3 separate regions of the Mus musculus genome follow, and all the other regions are linked to region 1. The links are chromatin contacts, called in public HiChIP or PLAC-seq and promoter capture Hi-C maps. All regions are on one chromosome and are shown on one strand. Each heading gives the region's core, a stretch centred on a gene start, on an enhancer-like site or on the middle of the called end of the contact. The rest is flanking DNA. Distances are from core to core; before and after follow the strand shown. Region 1 has its middle 30 kb from the start of Gm31616. Region 2 overlaps Fyn (Fyn proto-oncogene). Region 3 overlaps Fyn (Fyn proto-oncogene).

Region 1 (5,117 bases), core at 669-3,168:
TGAGCAAATGAGTTGATAGATGAATAAATGAATTATTGAGAGAAACAGTCCACTGGCGGACCATGGGTCACTACAGGCTTAGAGCTGTTTTTCCTGGTAACTGCAAATGTTATGAATAGGAGATCATATCAAGATAATGACTATCTTGGCACACATAGAGGGAAGATAAGGTGATACCAAAACACTGGACTTGTCTGCAAAAGAAATATATGGGTTTAATATGCCCTAAATGTAAACTAGATGGAAGCTGTCGGTGGATAAACAGGTAGGCCTGGGAATAGAACTCAGTGCCTGTCTAGCATGTGCAAGACATGTTACAACCCCAGAAGCACAAAACCTTGCCAGCAAAACACAATAGCTGTAACTCACAACAGCACAACTGGGAAGAATACATGTTACTTTATTTGGTAACAGTGTAGGATAAATAATTTGTGGAAAATAGAGTTGTTGATATGAAGTACATATTTAAGGCCAGTGCACAACGAAACTTGATACACTGAGTCTAGTGTGGAACACAACAGATCCAAACAGGAAGTTGTTTATAAATAATAAAGCAGTGCGTTGTTTATTTATTTTTGTTTTGTTTAATTTGTTTGTTTGTTGAGACAGGGCCTCACTAGGTAACTCTAGCTGGCCTGGAACTCACTATGTAGACCAGGCTGGCTTCCAAATCACAGAGATCTGCCTGCCTCTTTATGTAGGGTAGTGGGATTAAAGGCATGTGCCACCATGCCCTGCTGAGTAGTGTTTGAAATCCTGTTATACTCAATCATATTTCCATCATGTCTAACTTCCAGCTTCTTGGAGAATCTGAAAGCATCCACTTGACATGCCCCTGCCTGCGTCTCTGAGCTCACTTTCTTCTTGTCATTGGGTTTCTTGAAGACTTCTTTCTTGTCCCAGGGAGCCTAGGATTTGCTCCCTCTTCCTGGCCTCTTCTTCCCTGATCTTTGTCTCAACCCAAATCCAAAAGGTTATCTTATGTTAACTAGCTCCACCTTCAAGTTCCTTCTTCCTACACGGGCCTGTGTCCTTTATTGTACACACTGTTGGTAATTATCATGGTTATTTGCATGTTTTCCAGATCTTAGCTTTGATTTGTTTGTTTGTTTTCCTCCCCTGCTAAAAGAAATATCACCTCTGGCCCAGACAACTTCTGTGTCTATTCTAGAGTCCAAGCTTAAAGACTGAACCCTTCATGACCCTCTGCTGGGCCATTATAAATGATTCAGGAAACAAGGGAAACGAACAACTGCTCAAAAGGCGATGGCTAAGGAGCAGTTAATTAGGGTGGGGCTTTATTCTTTTTCCCCCTCTTTGGGTAGGAGCCAACCTCTCGCCAAGCCATAATTTGTGTCTTCATATGTGCTTTTCAGACATTCATGTTTAAATGCCTTTCCAGGAATGCTTTGATGAAAAACTGGCTCACCTGTGTGGTCTGAAAGATGCTTACCTGGAGACACTATCCAGGCCCAAGGATGGCTTCTTGCCCGGAAATACCCCTTTCTTATTCTCCTTGCCTTTCGTCTCAAGGGTCTACTTTGTCAGCCCTGGATTTTAAGTCATGCCATTTCTGTGGGCATCTGCACCTGCTTCTTCTAACCTAAAGCACATGTTAAGGTGTGGGTCCTAGCACACAGGTATTCCTAGCTGGGCAGAAGCATATACATCTTCATGTGTCCTGACAAATAGTTTTTTAAATCTTTTTGATGTCACTGGTGGTGTGACTACTCAGACAATGGCTCAAGCCAATAGAAAGTCATTATTAGCCTAGCGGTGACTACACTGGGTATTTGGGACCCAGTGAAGTCCCCAGCCTTTCTCAAGGTAAGCTTCTAAGCATAAAACCACATCCTCAGTTAACATGCCTCGGTTAGCAAGAAGGGTTAGCCAGAAGCAGAACTACAGAAACCAGAAAGCAAGGTTAGTACATTTAGAGACCTTCCCAGAAGTAAGAGCTTGGTTGGATTAGGTCTTTGCTATTCTGGCAGCTGTTGCTGTCTTCATGCTGGGCTCCAAGGCCTGAATGGTGCCTCTGTCATGGTGTCAGCTGTGCTAAGGTCTGGGGCCTCTTACACTTGGCCTGCCTCTAGAAAAGAGAGGAAGGAAAAAATAAAATAAAAACAGAAAAGAAAGGGAACAGGAAGGAAATAGTTCACAGCTTATGTGATAAGCTACAACTTCCGGAGTCAGGAAGTGATAGGGACTACTGAAAACCTATAAGGCAGAGATAATATCAGAGAGAGTTTTAAAGTACAGAGTAAATAAATATTGATAATGGTCAGCTTGCACAAATAAAGGTATTCAGTGTCTGATTATTTTTTGCTCTCATCATATTTCCAGTCAATTAGAAGCCAGTATTGTTAGGAATTTAGTTTTGATGGAGTTATGTTAAGACAATTTTACAAATGTGGTGGTTTGAGCAGGAATGCCCCCCCTCCCCAGAGGCTCGTGTGTTTGAATGCTTGGTCAATGCTTGATCAGGCAGTGTAGCCTTGTTGGAGGAGTGTAGTACTAGGGGTGGGCTCTGAGGATTCAGTGTGTCTCAGTTCACTTCCTGCTGCCTGCTGATTTGACTATAGAACTCTCAGCTGCTTCTCCAGCACCATATCTGCCTGCACAGTGCCATGTTTCCTGCCATGATGATAATGGACTAAACCTCTGAAACTGTAAGCCAGCCCCAAGTAAATGTTTTCTTTGTAAAAGTTGTTATGGTCATGGTATCTCTTCACAGAAATAAAAGCCCTAAGACACTGAATAATATAGGTGTTTTCAATATTAGAGAACTTTCTGGAAAGAATGTAGGTCACATAAGAGCCATCAAATTGATCACTTTCATGGTCCTAATAATCCCTTGCTTGAAAATTTCCACGGAATTAGTTGGAGGAAATGCTTCTTTGCACAAAGGTGTTTGTAGCTAGTCCATATGTTTTGACAATAGCAGCAAACAGCAATGGGCCCAGTATTATGTAAAAATCCCATAATTGGTAATATGGACATAATTGTTAGTTTGGTTCACCATTTCAGCATTAAAAATGGTAGATATGAGAATCATATGGACATATAAGGAAGTATATTTTAAATAGCAAAAAAAAAAAAATAGACAACAGAGCATCACACAGTGTTCACAATTCTGTCTATATATTATGTGCCTTATATGAGTACCCATGTTTGTGTAGGTGAGCATACAGATGCCAGATGCAGAGTTAGTTGTGTTTCTCTGTCACTGTCCACCTTATTTTTGAGATAGTATCTCTCACTGAACAAGGAGCTCAGTGAAGTGGTAGACCAGCTGACCAGAAAGCCCCACTCTTGTGTGCACTCCCCTTTTTATGTGGGCCATGGAGATTCATACTCAGGTCTCCATTCCTTCAGGACAGCACTTAACCAGCTGAATCTCTGCTCAGGTTGCAGGTCAGCTTCCAGATATCTTAAGAACAGAACCTCATAAAGAACAATAAGGGCTTGCACTGGATATTTATGGAAATGGGAGTGGCTTAGATTTAAATATATATAATTGTCTTGTTATTTACTTATATTTTAATTGTAATGTTGATCAAATATATTCTAATGGCAACATTCCAGTAGACAGAATTTAAAAATAAGCTCTATCCCCAGCTCTGTAATTTCCCCCTCTGCATGATCAGAATGAGCAATCACTCTGGCAGACTTTTCCCTTCAGGGAAGTGTTCGCTTGAGCTCCTAGCAAACTCACAGGGAGAAGCACTAGCAGAGAGAGAAATCTGCCTCCTGCTATATTTTCACCAGCTCAGCTAAAAAGATGCTGTTTTTGAGCGTCTTTTGTGTGTTTGTGCATTATATTGCAACATTCTGGATACAAGTATGCAAGCAGACATCCTGAGTAGGTTTCCTCCTTCCTGTTCCATCTCCCTGGAGAGCAGACATGATGGCTGGATCCCCAGAAGTTCTGTCCAATCACAAGATTCAATAGAATGGTTCAGTCACTGTCCTTTGTATCTATATTATCTGTACTTTTTTGTGACCTGTGTTCTCATTTACAATGTTGTGTCTAAATTTCTGGTTCATTTAAATGTCTTTTAAATATCTATTTGTGTGTTTGGCTGTTTTGTCTTTTTTGTTTTGTTTTGTTTTGTTTTTTTGTTTGTTTGTTTTGAGATAGAGGTTCTCTGTGTATTCGCCTTGGCTGTACTGGAACTTGTTTTGTAGACTGGAACTTGTTTGGCTGGCCTCGAACTCACAGAGATCCTGCCTCTGCCTTCTGAGTGCTGGATTTAAAGGTGTAAATACCATCTTTAGTGAACTCACTTAATTTAATTGCATAGGTTATGTAGTCTACTGAATCCTGAAGCAAGTTAATCCCATGGTTTGGACATTTAAGACATTCCGGAGTTTTGTTGTTGTTGTTATTATTATTGTTGTTAAAGCATTCTTTTATAAATAGATTTTTTTTGTAAATAGCATTCTTACGCATTTGTTTTCAGTCTGATCTTTGCATATTATAGTGATGTATTAGCTCAGTTAAAATGAAGACAAAGAGTACTTTCATAGTCCTGACCTTGGCCGATTTATTTTACTTCCACATCTCCATTGCCAATGTAAAATAGTATTATATCCCCTGCAAGTTTATACTAACCCTGGATGCATCTGTCCATTCACTCAAATCTTTGTCTTTGTCCTATAAACTTCATATCCTGTGACTAAAAACATATGTAACAAAATATATGTATACATATAAACAATAAACTATGTATAAAATGTATAAATATGTATAAAAATATAAACATTTAAACTATTTCCAGGTGTAATAGTTACCTTCGGTTGTATCAGTTACCTTGTGCTGCACAATCAATAGCATTATTTATTTCAGCACCTGCACCTATCAAATGCCAATCATCCTTTCTCTCTCTCTGTGGCCTGTGGCAACCCTTCATGCCTTCATGCATTGACTGATGTAGGTATTTCATGTGCGTGGAATTAAAACAGTGTCTTTTGTGTGCATTTTCAGACATTATCCATGTTGTAGCTCATGGAGTAGGATTGTTTTCCTTCCAGAGGCTGAATGTAATGTATATGTGCATATAAGTATGAGTGTGGATGTATATACACACACGTCACATCACAGTTTTATCCATTCA
Region 2 (5,117 bases), core at 1,237-3,736, 180 kb before region 1:
AGTATGCCAAGAGCCCAAGGGAGAGTTCTGGAACATTCCACCAGAATCTGTGAGTAGGAGCAGCTTTCAGGACCAAACCATCACAGTATTCATCTATGAAAGCAAATGGTTTTAAAAATGAAGCTTCAATTCACCATGCCTGAATGTAGCTAGGAAGTTCACCATCAGATCCTTCTGTGAGTCAAAGAATTTCACCGAAGGAGCGTCACCTTCAGTGACTTGAGAAGTACCCAAACTCTCCACAATCCCAGCGTAGCAATAGCTGCTGTAAAGGATACGACACCAGCTATGTGAGAAATGTCTTTTTTTGGTTTGTATCAGTAACTCAATTAAAATGCTGTGTAAAACTGGTGAGAGGAAGGCCTGCAGAACAAGAGGTTACACTTAACCACACGCTGCTTGTGCAAAATACCGATTAATTGCACGTGTAAAAACCACAGGCTGTATTTTAAAAAGCTAACTTATACTCTAAAAAGCCCAAAATATTAAAAAAAAACCTTATCATTATAAATATGACTTAAATATGCACCCCCAAGTGGATTCTCAGTTAAATCAAAGGAATGTTACTTTGTAGTTAAGTTTTAAATTCCGAAAAGACACAGGAGATATTTACCAATCTGTCCTAAAAATTCAATACAAATACACATATTTCCTATTTTCTGATAATGAAACACACTAGTAACGAAGGGGGTAAAACAGCTCAAAACACAGTGCTGGAGAAGCAGAAACAGATCGAAGTGTAGGAGTACAAAAGACTTAAAGAAGAATGATGGACGCATGAGGATTAGGCTAGGGTGAAGGTCTACTCCTCTGTGCTGTGCCTCCGCAAATCCACAGCAGGCTGCAGGCCGTGAGCAACCGACAGTGACTCCTTTCTCTTTCTGGTGAGGTCTGTCCCTGTAGGTGGGGTAGAGGCCATCCATGTTCCTGAGCTTGGGACATCAACCTCCCTCCCCATTTCCTAAGAGTTCCTACAGGTTTCTCTGGAAAGAGAATGAACAATGACCAGTCAGCCATCCTTTGAGAGCCCCAGACTCCTACCACTTTCCAAAACTGCCTCCCTCCAGTGGGAGGGTGGGGCCAAATAACTGCTGGTCAAGGTCGACCAGCCACAACACCAACCGAGACCTCAGTCCAAGGAAAATATCCCTCGAAGCCCACAACTGCAGTAGTTTCCAAGTTGCTCTTCTGCCTGGGGAACAAAAAGCTATGTCTTTTCAGAAGGCTCAGTATTTCTGATTATCAAGCAGAGGACTCCTGTGTGTGTGTGTGGGCTTAATCTCTCATAATTATCTGCCTCCCAAGTGCTCAGGGAGCAGACTGCAGGCGCACGGTGGGCTCTCAGTAACACACACTGCAGCTGTGGTTTCCCCACATTGGTTTTTCATCTGGAGCAAGTTACTGGGTTTTCATCTAGGGTACTCACATAGAGCTTCTCAATCAGAAAACGGACGGGCTCAAAGGAAACCACGAAGTGAATAACAGTGTACTGCGCAGACTCGACAGCACAGCAGGACTGTAGCCTCTCAACCCTTAACCACTGGGAAAGGTCTTCTCGCTCCTGTGCTGTGTCACTGGCATTTTATGTGACAATTAAAAGCAGATATTTAGACAGACAACAACAACAACAACAACATACTCTTCTGCCTGGATGGAGTCAACTGGAGCCACGTAATTGCTGGGAATGTAACCAGTTTCCCCGGTTGTCAAGGAGCGGGCTTCCCACCAGTCTCCTTCCCTGCAAAGGAAAAGAAGGGACATGAATTGAACGCACCATCCAGCTGGGAATTCTGCAGGCCGACCCTATGCCTTTTCTGTAGCCTTGTGCCCCCTTCTGCAAACTTTCAACACGGGCCCTAAGAAATCCAAAGCACCACGCGCTGAAGTCAGAGTGCTTTTCTTACGTGCACGAGGCTCTAGGTTCAATACCCGGCCCCACATAAGCTAAGGGTGGAAATCCCAGTAGGAGGTTGAGGAGTTCAAGGGCATCATCAGGAGATCCTGAAACGGAAACTTTCCCACTTAGGGCTCGGGGAGGAGCATCTTTCTGGGTAGGAGGCAATCTTGAATGAGGGGTGTGTGTGTGTGTGTGTGTGTGTGTGTGTGTGTGGAGTACACACACCAGCCTCAGTTTACTTTGGAGAAGCAGTAGGAGGCCCAGTGAGGGTTGGATGTATGCTTAGTGGACCTATCAAGCTTGCTCTTGACGAAGTAGGAAGAAGACATGACCTTCTGCAGGTAGTATAAGAACACCACATAACAGGATTTCCTCAGACACTCTCAACAGGATGTTACTCTATTAAACATTCATAGCTCCCCCCACCCCCACCCCCAGATTCAGATGGAGGCCAGGCAGTTGTGTAGCTGGAGGGCAGAAGAGATCTCTGAGCCACTGCAGCAAAATTCTCAGAGTGTGAATCAGGAAGGGCACTTCCGACTCTCAGTTTACAGTCACTATATATAGAACTATTATCCATACGCTTGGATTCATGAAGGTTTATGGCATGTGAGCTTCCTCCCATTAACAGTGGGTGGGCCAATGATCATGTGCGTGGAGTTTAGCTGTGACTTGCACCAAATGAAAGCCTCTCTATCTATGAGGGCCAGGGAAACAGGCCTGCCGGTCACCATATTAGGCGCCTCAGCCTCTGACCATTACAGACACATCACCTCCTTTTCTTCTTTTTTTAGTCTGTGAAGGTAACAAGAGAAACCTCAGGCCTTTCTTTTCTTTTTCTTTTTTTTAAAATTGTCTTTGGCTGGGCTCTGTTGATGCTCAGTCAGGGAAGAAAACGTACTGATTTTGGGCTGGGAAGACCTTCCCCAGGTCAACATTAGGTAGACACCCTGGCCTCCTGTTAAGCCAGAGTCCTCCCTCCTTCAGGTTCCCTACAGAAAAAACTTCTGAGCAGGGGTACCAAGGACCAGTGACATCTGGTGGGGCTTTAGAAAGTCACAGAATAAAAGAATAAAATGGGAACTCATCCAAGTGGGTGTGGCTATGAGATAAATAACAGTAGAAAACACACACATACACACACACACACCCAAAGTGCTAATATAAGTTTTAAAAAATTATATTAAAAAATTATGTGTAGGCATGTGTGCCTCTCTATGCAGTAATGTGCAGAGGAGTGGAGGTGCCCTTGGATACCAGAGACCTCTATCCTGCTGGAGCTACAGATGGTTATGAGCTTATTGATGTGGGTGCTGGCAGCACACTCTTAACTCCTGAGCTATCTCTCTAATTTTGAGGGATTATAAAACCTATTTCTTGGTTAGGGGTGTTAGAGCACACATTTAGTCCAAGCACTTGGAAATAGAGCCAGGTGAATCTCAATGAGTTCAAAGCCAGCCTGGTCTACAAAGTGGGATCCAGGACAGTCAGGGCTACATAGTGAGACAACAAACAAACAAAGAAACTCCTAGCATCTTTCCTTTTTAACCTTATTAAACTAACAGATCAACCATGAGAGTGATACTGTAGTTCTCTTACCCAGAAAACTGTTTAATTATAATCACATTGTGTCCATATTCTTATTTGAAATATTTATACACATCAAAGAATTTACATAGACAAAACTCCCCCAAGGAGAGCCATGTCCTTTGTCAAGTGAACATCTCTCTTAGCTACCATTCGTGCATGTGTGCATGTGTGCCTCTGCCTTGTACATCTCATGACGTAGATGCTTTGTGGCCGCGTGCCTGCCTAGTGCACACAAGGCCAGGAGCCCATCCCCACCCCCAAGGAGAAAACCAAGTTAACATTTTAAGTCAGCACTGTTCCCATTTCTAGCCCCACAGAAATATATGTAGTTGTAAGTCTAGCATCTAAATGCATATTGGAAGTTATACTGACCACCATGTGTTTAAGAAAAAGGCTTTACCTTCATTTTAATAGTGAGTGTTTACTGCTCTGAAATTCCACTAGATGGAGACATTTCATCATTGAAAAACATAAAGATCACCCACTGGCTCTTCACAGCAACCAACCTTCACTGCTCCCAGCCTGGGAACCGCTCCAGACAGTGAAGAAGAATGAAGAGCTGGCAGCCCAGGCTTGTCTCCTAACGCATGCTAACCTTCATCAAGTTACTTCTAGTTAAATCAAAGTGAAAAAGAGCGAGCACCAATTTCAGGTGATGTCAGGATGTTGGGGGATCTTGCTGCAATCGGGGACAAGCCCAGTCTTACTCAGGTGACTGAGTAATCATGAATTGACTCACTAATGAGGCAATTTCCAATTTAAGTTAGTATCAGCTGTCTTGTTTTGGTGTAGCCATCTAAATAAGTTTACACACATTAGAATGTAACAGTTGTTCAGAAGAAAGATAGCACCACTCTGGACTTAACGTTTCTGGGCCATTTTTCCCCCTCACAAGAGTGACACACAAATGACAAACAGTCACACATTATAAGGCAAATGTCACATCTTGTGGCATTTTTCTCACACTCTATTCTCACTGGTCCTAGACTCAAAATATCTACTACAAGCTGTTAGGTAAATAAACAAGCAAAAACTATTTAATTCACTGGCAGCACCCATTCACCTCCACAGTCCTGCACACAGTGTTGGTTTGGAGCGGGATCTCTAACAGGACCCTTACACTTATATTTTTGGTTGTGAGCCTAGCCTTTAACGGTTGAGCCGTCTCTCCAGCCCAGGACCCTTATTCTTGACTTGAGCTACTGTAGTTAATCAGCATTTGAAAATCTGTGCCTGTGTGTGTGTGTGTGTGTGTGTGTGTGTGTGTGTGTGTGTGTGTGTGTGTGTGTGTGTGTGTGATGCATGCTGTTCAGGTATTCTTGCCAGTGTGTTTGCATGTCTACAGAGGCCAGAGGACTACATGGGCATCTTTCTCAGTTATTCTCTTCTTTGTTTTTGAGAAAGGGACTCTCACTCTCACTGAACCTGCAGCTAGCTCATTTAGCGAGACTGGGTGAGCAGTGACTCCTCCTGTCTGTCTGCTTTCCCAGGAATGGGTTACAAGTAGTGCTGCCTGCCACACTCAGCTTTCTGCGGACTAGACAAGGTTCCTAGGACTGACTGCTGGGGTCTGGACTAGATTCCCAGGCCTGAGCTGCTGGGAACTGTAGTAGGTTCCCTGGCCTGAGCT
Region 3 (5,117 bases), core at 762-3,261, 140 kb before region 1:
AATACACACTGCCCCCAGCAGAGTTCAGAGATTTCTGTTTCCCTCAAGTTACTCATGAGCCCCTGATCTTTCACACAATTCTCGGAAAGTCTCCTGTGAACAGGAAACACTGTTTCTCACGTATGAGTGACCTGTGGCTGTCCTGAAGAAAATGAAGAGATTTTTCTGTGAATCTGGGGAGGCTGAAGGAGGCATGTGCATCTTTCGGCTTCTTTTCAACTGATCACCACCCTTCCAGCCCTCCATCCCCTGCTGTCTACATTATTTTCCTCCTCCTCAGCTCCAGATCCTCCATCCTCCTCCTCCTCTCCCTTGCCCCCTCTTCTGAGTTCACACATAATTTAGATACAGTGTGATATACAGACTGTAAATTTATAGTTCAGTTGGCTCCTTTGCCAATCCCATCCCAGTTGAAGGCTGCAATTTCACCATAATTTTTCTCTGGTCCAAATTTTCATATACATATAACCACATGGTGTGCATTCTTTGTGTTTATTTACTTTATTCAGGACATTCCTGAGATAGTTTATTATTCCTGAGTACTGTGGTAATTTCCATTGATTTATTCATGTCAGCAGTTTGTTGCTTAAAAAATGATCTACTATTTTTTGGCAGGCTTTCTTTCCCCTCCCCCACCAAATTTCTGTCAATCATGTAATAACCACTAACTCACAGCAGAGCAAAAGACACAACAGAAAAGACAATGGTATGTATGAGTCCCAACGAAACCATTGGCTGTCCTCCACGTTAACCGGTGCCCTCAGAATCCTCTAAAGGCAACTGAGGCTAAACTTCAGTAAATTAGGGCACACGCTCCCTTTGTCTTAGTGCTCTAAGTCTGGATCACATAAACAGATGGAAAATGGGTCTTAAGAGAAAGATGTCAACTTACTTGTGTAGTTGGGGGGTCACACAGATCATTTAGTTAACTAAAATACTTGTGTAACGAATTTAAAATGTGAGTTTGGGAAGATGGCTTGAGATTAAGAGTATTTGTTGCTCTTTTGGAGACCAGGTTTCGTTCCCAGTACCCACAAGGTGGGTTACAACCATCTTTAACTCCAGTTTCAGGGCATCGTGTACTGTCTCCTGGCCTCTGCAGGCACCAGGCATGAACATGGTACACAGACACACTGCAGGCAGAACACTCATATGCATAAACTAGAAGTTTAGAACTGTGCCTACAGAGGCTTGTGCAGGCTCGAGATGCGCTCCCTTATCTGAGTGACTCCATGGGAGGTAGGCTAAGACTGTCCAGCCAAGAAAGGAGATGATTAAAAGGCACTGAAGAATTTGTAGGTTTCCTTTCAGAGAACCACCACACTCATGCCAGTAACCGTTTGATTACTTCATGTATGTTCAACCAAGAGACAAGACACTGAAGCCTTACGAACACCCAGGAGCTCCAGCCAAAAAGGGCTCACAGAACAGCACAGTCAGGGGGCAAAGTCAGAGAGAGGTGGCAGCTGATGCTCAGTCTTAATTAACCTAGAGATACTTTACTCTGTTTAAAACACTCGCACTGACACCCAGCAGCTCACTGTCTGCCCTGCTGCCAGGATTTTACACAAAAGCTGGATACTGGTGTCCTGCTGATTTGGAGTACATTATTTGGGTCGGTTGGCTCTTCCCTCTCACACTACCCACTGCTTGTGCTGTAAACTGAGCAGTCATGTTAACTCCAACACGCCCACCACTCTTGGGGAATGATGGTGTTTCACACTCCCGTGCTGAAGACACACATCACAGAGTGCTGAGCTGAGCCCAACTGGATTCTGAGAACCATGTGGCTAGCGTCCCGTAAGAAGTCCTGAGGCATCCTTTCTGCTTCTGAGACTAGATGCACTGTTAGCTCTCTAGTGTTCCAAAGCAGCTTAATATTTGCTGAGCATCACTTATAGGCCTGATACTGTGCTTTTAAAAGTTTCCTTCTCAGCTCTCAAAGATGAGCAGAATGAACAGCCTGGGCGTCCCCTTTCATTACCGTCCTCCACACAGCCTTTCTGCAGTGCCATGAAGGAGGTGGCCGGCAGGGAGAGGCGAAGACCAAGCATGAACAAACAGAACACCAACGGCTTCCCTCTTTGATCTCTCTCCTTATACATTTTAACATTACATTTGGTAATTAGGTCAAAGTGAGAGATGCCACTGTGGAGAGCTAAGTTAAAGCTGAACAATTATTTCTCAGAAGATTGCTAATTAGACTGACAGGAGGAGGCTCTGGAATGTATAATCACTCTGATAGGCAGCTTCGTGCAAGGCATCTCGTAAATGAAAGCCATTTGAACACTTCACAGGAAGCAGCTGCAGCTGCTAAGGGGACGTGTGACATTAAGGAAATGCAGAATTTCATGGGGTTATTTCATGGACTCATATATCAGATATTTCCCCTTCTAAGCAGGAGAGGGCTGGGTTTCCACGAACTGTTCTCACTTCATATTGCTCTCATTTGGCTTCCCCAGCTTGGCTTCCAGGAGACAACTGTGGCATATTAAGAATAAAAATCCAAAGGAACATGAGCTGGCATTGAGAGACATTTATATTTCAAAGGATAAGGGCCTTTGTCTGGGTAGACAGTTTGGGTTTGATCGGCTATACAGAGCTGCACTGTCTAATATACTAAATTGGCATTAACCAAACATGGCTGGTACAACCTGAAATATAACTGTGAAGTACATGAGCGAACTGTAAAAACTTAACATGGACAAGGGATATAAAAATAACAATAAAATTTAAAATGTCATTATTTATAAAAATGATGTTTTAAATGTGCAGACTTAAATAAAACTTATACCAACATTACCGTTGTATTTCTTTTTGCTTTTCCAATGTAGCCAGTAGGAAATTTAAAACTACCCCCTCACCTGTTTCAAAGATTAATCTTCATTGTCAATTTGACAATATTTAAAAATCACCTTGAAAACACACTTTTCAGTGTTTAATGAAAGCCCTTCCTGAAGGGCTTAAATGAAGAAGGAAGACACAGTCTGAATGTGGGTGGGTGAGTGGCATCCTCCCCATGGGCTGAGGTCCCTAAGAGAAGGAGGAAGTAGGCTGGATATGAGCACTCTGCTTCCTAACTGTAAACAACAACAATAATAATAAATAACAAAAATAATCTAAGTAGCTGTTGAATGCGCCAGCCATCATGCAATGTCAACTGCCCCTCCCCCCATGAAGGACTGTGTCTCATCAAACTGTGAGCCAGGAGAAGCCTTCCTTCAGTGACCTCTTTGTCAGGTATTTACCACAGCAGTAAGAAATCGTGAGTCTACCAGTGCTTTAGTTTGCATCTTGTCCCTGGGACAGCAACTGGTATAGAGACTCCATGACAGACGACATCAGCCTAAGTTGCAGGTTTGTGAGCCATCCACAGTGAGATGTTCCCCAGGAGAGGAACACAACTCCAGAGCAGACAAACCCACATATGGTTCTGCGCTGGCCAGAGAGTGGGTGACCTTAGCTAGGCCACTTGCCATCTCCAGACTTTAACCTGTGCAACAGTTGATCCAAATACGGTTGAGAGTTTCTTCTCGTGATGATAGTATTTTCAGTCTCTGGCGATTCCTAAAAGCTAGTAACTCCTAGGTGAACAGGAATTAAACATCCCACATACACACACCTCAAAGTCATGCAGCCAAATGTTGCCAGCTTCTCTCTCTCTCTAGAGTGACATGCCTTTAAGGCTTTCTGGAGCAACAACTGCAAGCGACAATAATAATCATGCTCATGGTATACACACAGGGCTCCCCTAAAGCAAGGGAGAGAGTGTGGCTCTATGGACTCAAGTCTTAGGTGCTTAGATTGCAGCAGCATGGAAGAGCTCGAGAGTTCTTTAATGACCAAAGCCATGATCAAAGGTAATGGCAAACTCCTCTCCCTGAGATGGAGAATAAAGTGCTTTATTTAGACTGGGCTTCTTCCTGCTTCTCTTCATTTTCAAAAGCATTTCATTATCTGTGAGAAATCATTCCATATTTCTGGGGCAAATTACATAAATGTTTTTGTTGTTCATGATTCTAGTCTCTTGACTTTTTTTTTCTGGAAAAGGTTAAAAAAAAAAAAAGCAAATGTAGATAACTTAAATAGTGCTTAAGGTCTGCTGGGCATGGTGGCGCATGCCTTTAATGCACTTGGGAGGCAGAGGCAGGGGGATTTCTGAGTTCGAGGCCAGCCTGGTCTACAGAGTGAGTTCCAGGACAATCAGGGCTATACAAGAAACCCTGTTTCAACCCCCCCCAAAAAACCCCCCAAAAAACAAAACAAACAAAAAATTATAATAAACAGTGCTTAAGGTAAAGGTTTTAGCCTAATCTCAGATAGGTAGAATTCAAGCCCCTATATTTTAGAAAAACACATATTCAAATCTACACATGGAAACACATGTGGATTATAGGTAATGTCCTAAGTGAACCATAAAATGAAAAGAAATCTCTTGCTTTATCATGAAGATCTCTACAAATTCCAAACACCAACCCAGGGGTAGGAGTGTGTGTGTGGGGTGTCTCCTAATTCCTGTCTCCACGTCTGTAGGACCTTCTTGTGCATCCTGCATCTGACACCTTTAGCTTCTGACCAGGCAGGAGTGTACTCTGGTGCTGGTCCCCACATCCCAGTGACGATGCCTCTGCCTCTCTCTGCATGGCTCTGTGTTCTTCCTAAGGCTCCCTGGAGCTTGAGAAGCACGCTGGGTCCTGCTCAGCTTTGCCTGCACTGGAGATAACACAGTCGCAGCTGCTGAGGAGACACAGGGTGAGGGTGCTCTGCTCTCTTCTCTTGGGTCTTTCCTTTTCCTGTGGTCCACATAGATATCATGCCAGTTCGTGCTATTGTTAACTTTAAAGTCAAGCTGGCATTTTGACTCAACTGCTGAAACAAAACAGCACATGCTTCTACCCATTCTGTAATTTCTGGGGAATTCGGAAAGCAAAAAACGGGCTTAAACAATATTATCCAGTACCTTCACTTACAAGGACCATGGGTGACCGACAACTGGCCCACTTGTGGTGACTTTCAGCTCGCCTCGGTGGATCAGTTGTGCACGATCAGAGTTTTGTTTGGAAATGGACAAAGTGGCCTTACATTTCTTTCCAGTTGCCATTATCTATGGAACCACA

The links. HiChIP or PLAC-seq counts read pairs in DNA pulled down with a chosen protein or histone mark. Capture Hi-C pulls out chosen DNA fragments and counts their contacts.
Region 2: a contact with region 1 is called in a promoter capture Hi-C map of adipose tissue, with 2.4 times the contacts expected there. The contact joins two enhancer-like sites. A contact is called at or near these places in 2 of 15 datasets of contacts at CTCF or cohesin (large pre-B cells and pro-B cells), 4 of 484 Hi-C or Micro-C datasets (CD4 T cells, bone marrow-derived macrophages and double positive thymocytes), 2 of 115 datasets of contacts at active chromatin or transcription factors (bone marrow-derived dendritic cells and effector CD8 T cells) and 4 of 9 other capture datasets (adipose tissue, embryonic stem cells, liver and 1 more).
Region 3: a contact with region 1 is called in a CTCF HiChIP or PLAC-seq map of CD8 T cells, with 5 read pairs. The contact joins two enhancer-like sites. A contact is called at or near these places in 1 of 15 datasets of contacts at CTCF or cohesin (CD8 T cells) and 1 of 115 datasets of contacts at active chromatin or transcription factors (effector CD8 T cells).

What each region holds. Positions count from the first base shown.
Region 1 is chr10:39,336,807-39,341,923 of GRCm38.p6, reverse strand. No RefSeq gene overlaps it. Among named protein-coding and RNA genes, the nearest start is that of Gm31616, 30 kb to the left of the region's middle. Within about 2 kb of position 1,918, at least 39 of the 459 cell types and tissues checked have an H3K27ac peak or open chromatin away from gene starts, as enhancers often do. A contact at or near this core is called in CD8 T cells, where this site is marked.
Region 2 is chr10:39,519,375-39,524,491 of GRCm38.p6, reverse strand. It overlaps Fyn (Fyn proto-oncogene), which reads right to left. Exons shown (of 14, transcript NM_001122893.1): 6 at 1,640-1,738. Among named protein-coding and RNA genes, the nearest start is that of Gm40627, 68 kb to the left of the region's middle. Within about 2 kb of position 2,486, at least 32 of the 459 cell types and tissues checked have an H3K27ac peak or open chromatin away from gene starts, as enhancers often do.
Region 3 is chr10:39,481,670-39,486,786 of GRCm38.p6, reverse strand. The region is part of intron 3 of Fyn (Fyn proto-oncogene); the gene reads right to left. Among named protein-coding and RNA genes, the nearest start is that of Gm40627, 110 kb to the left of the region's middle. Within about 2 kb of position 2,011, at least 50 of the 459 cell types and tissues checked have an H3K27ac peak or open chromatin away from gene starts, as enhancers often do. A contact at or near this core is called in CD8 T cells, where this site is marked.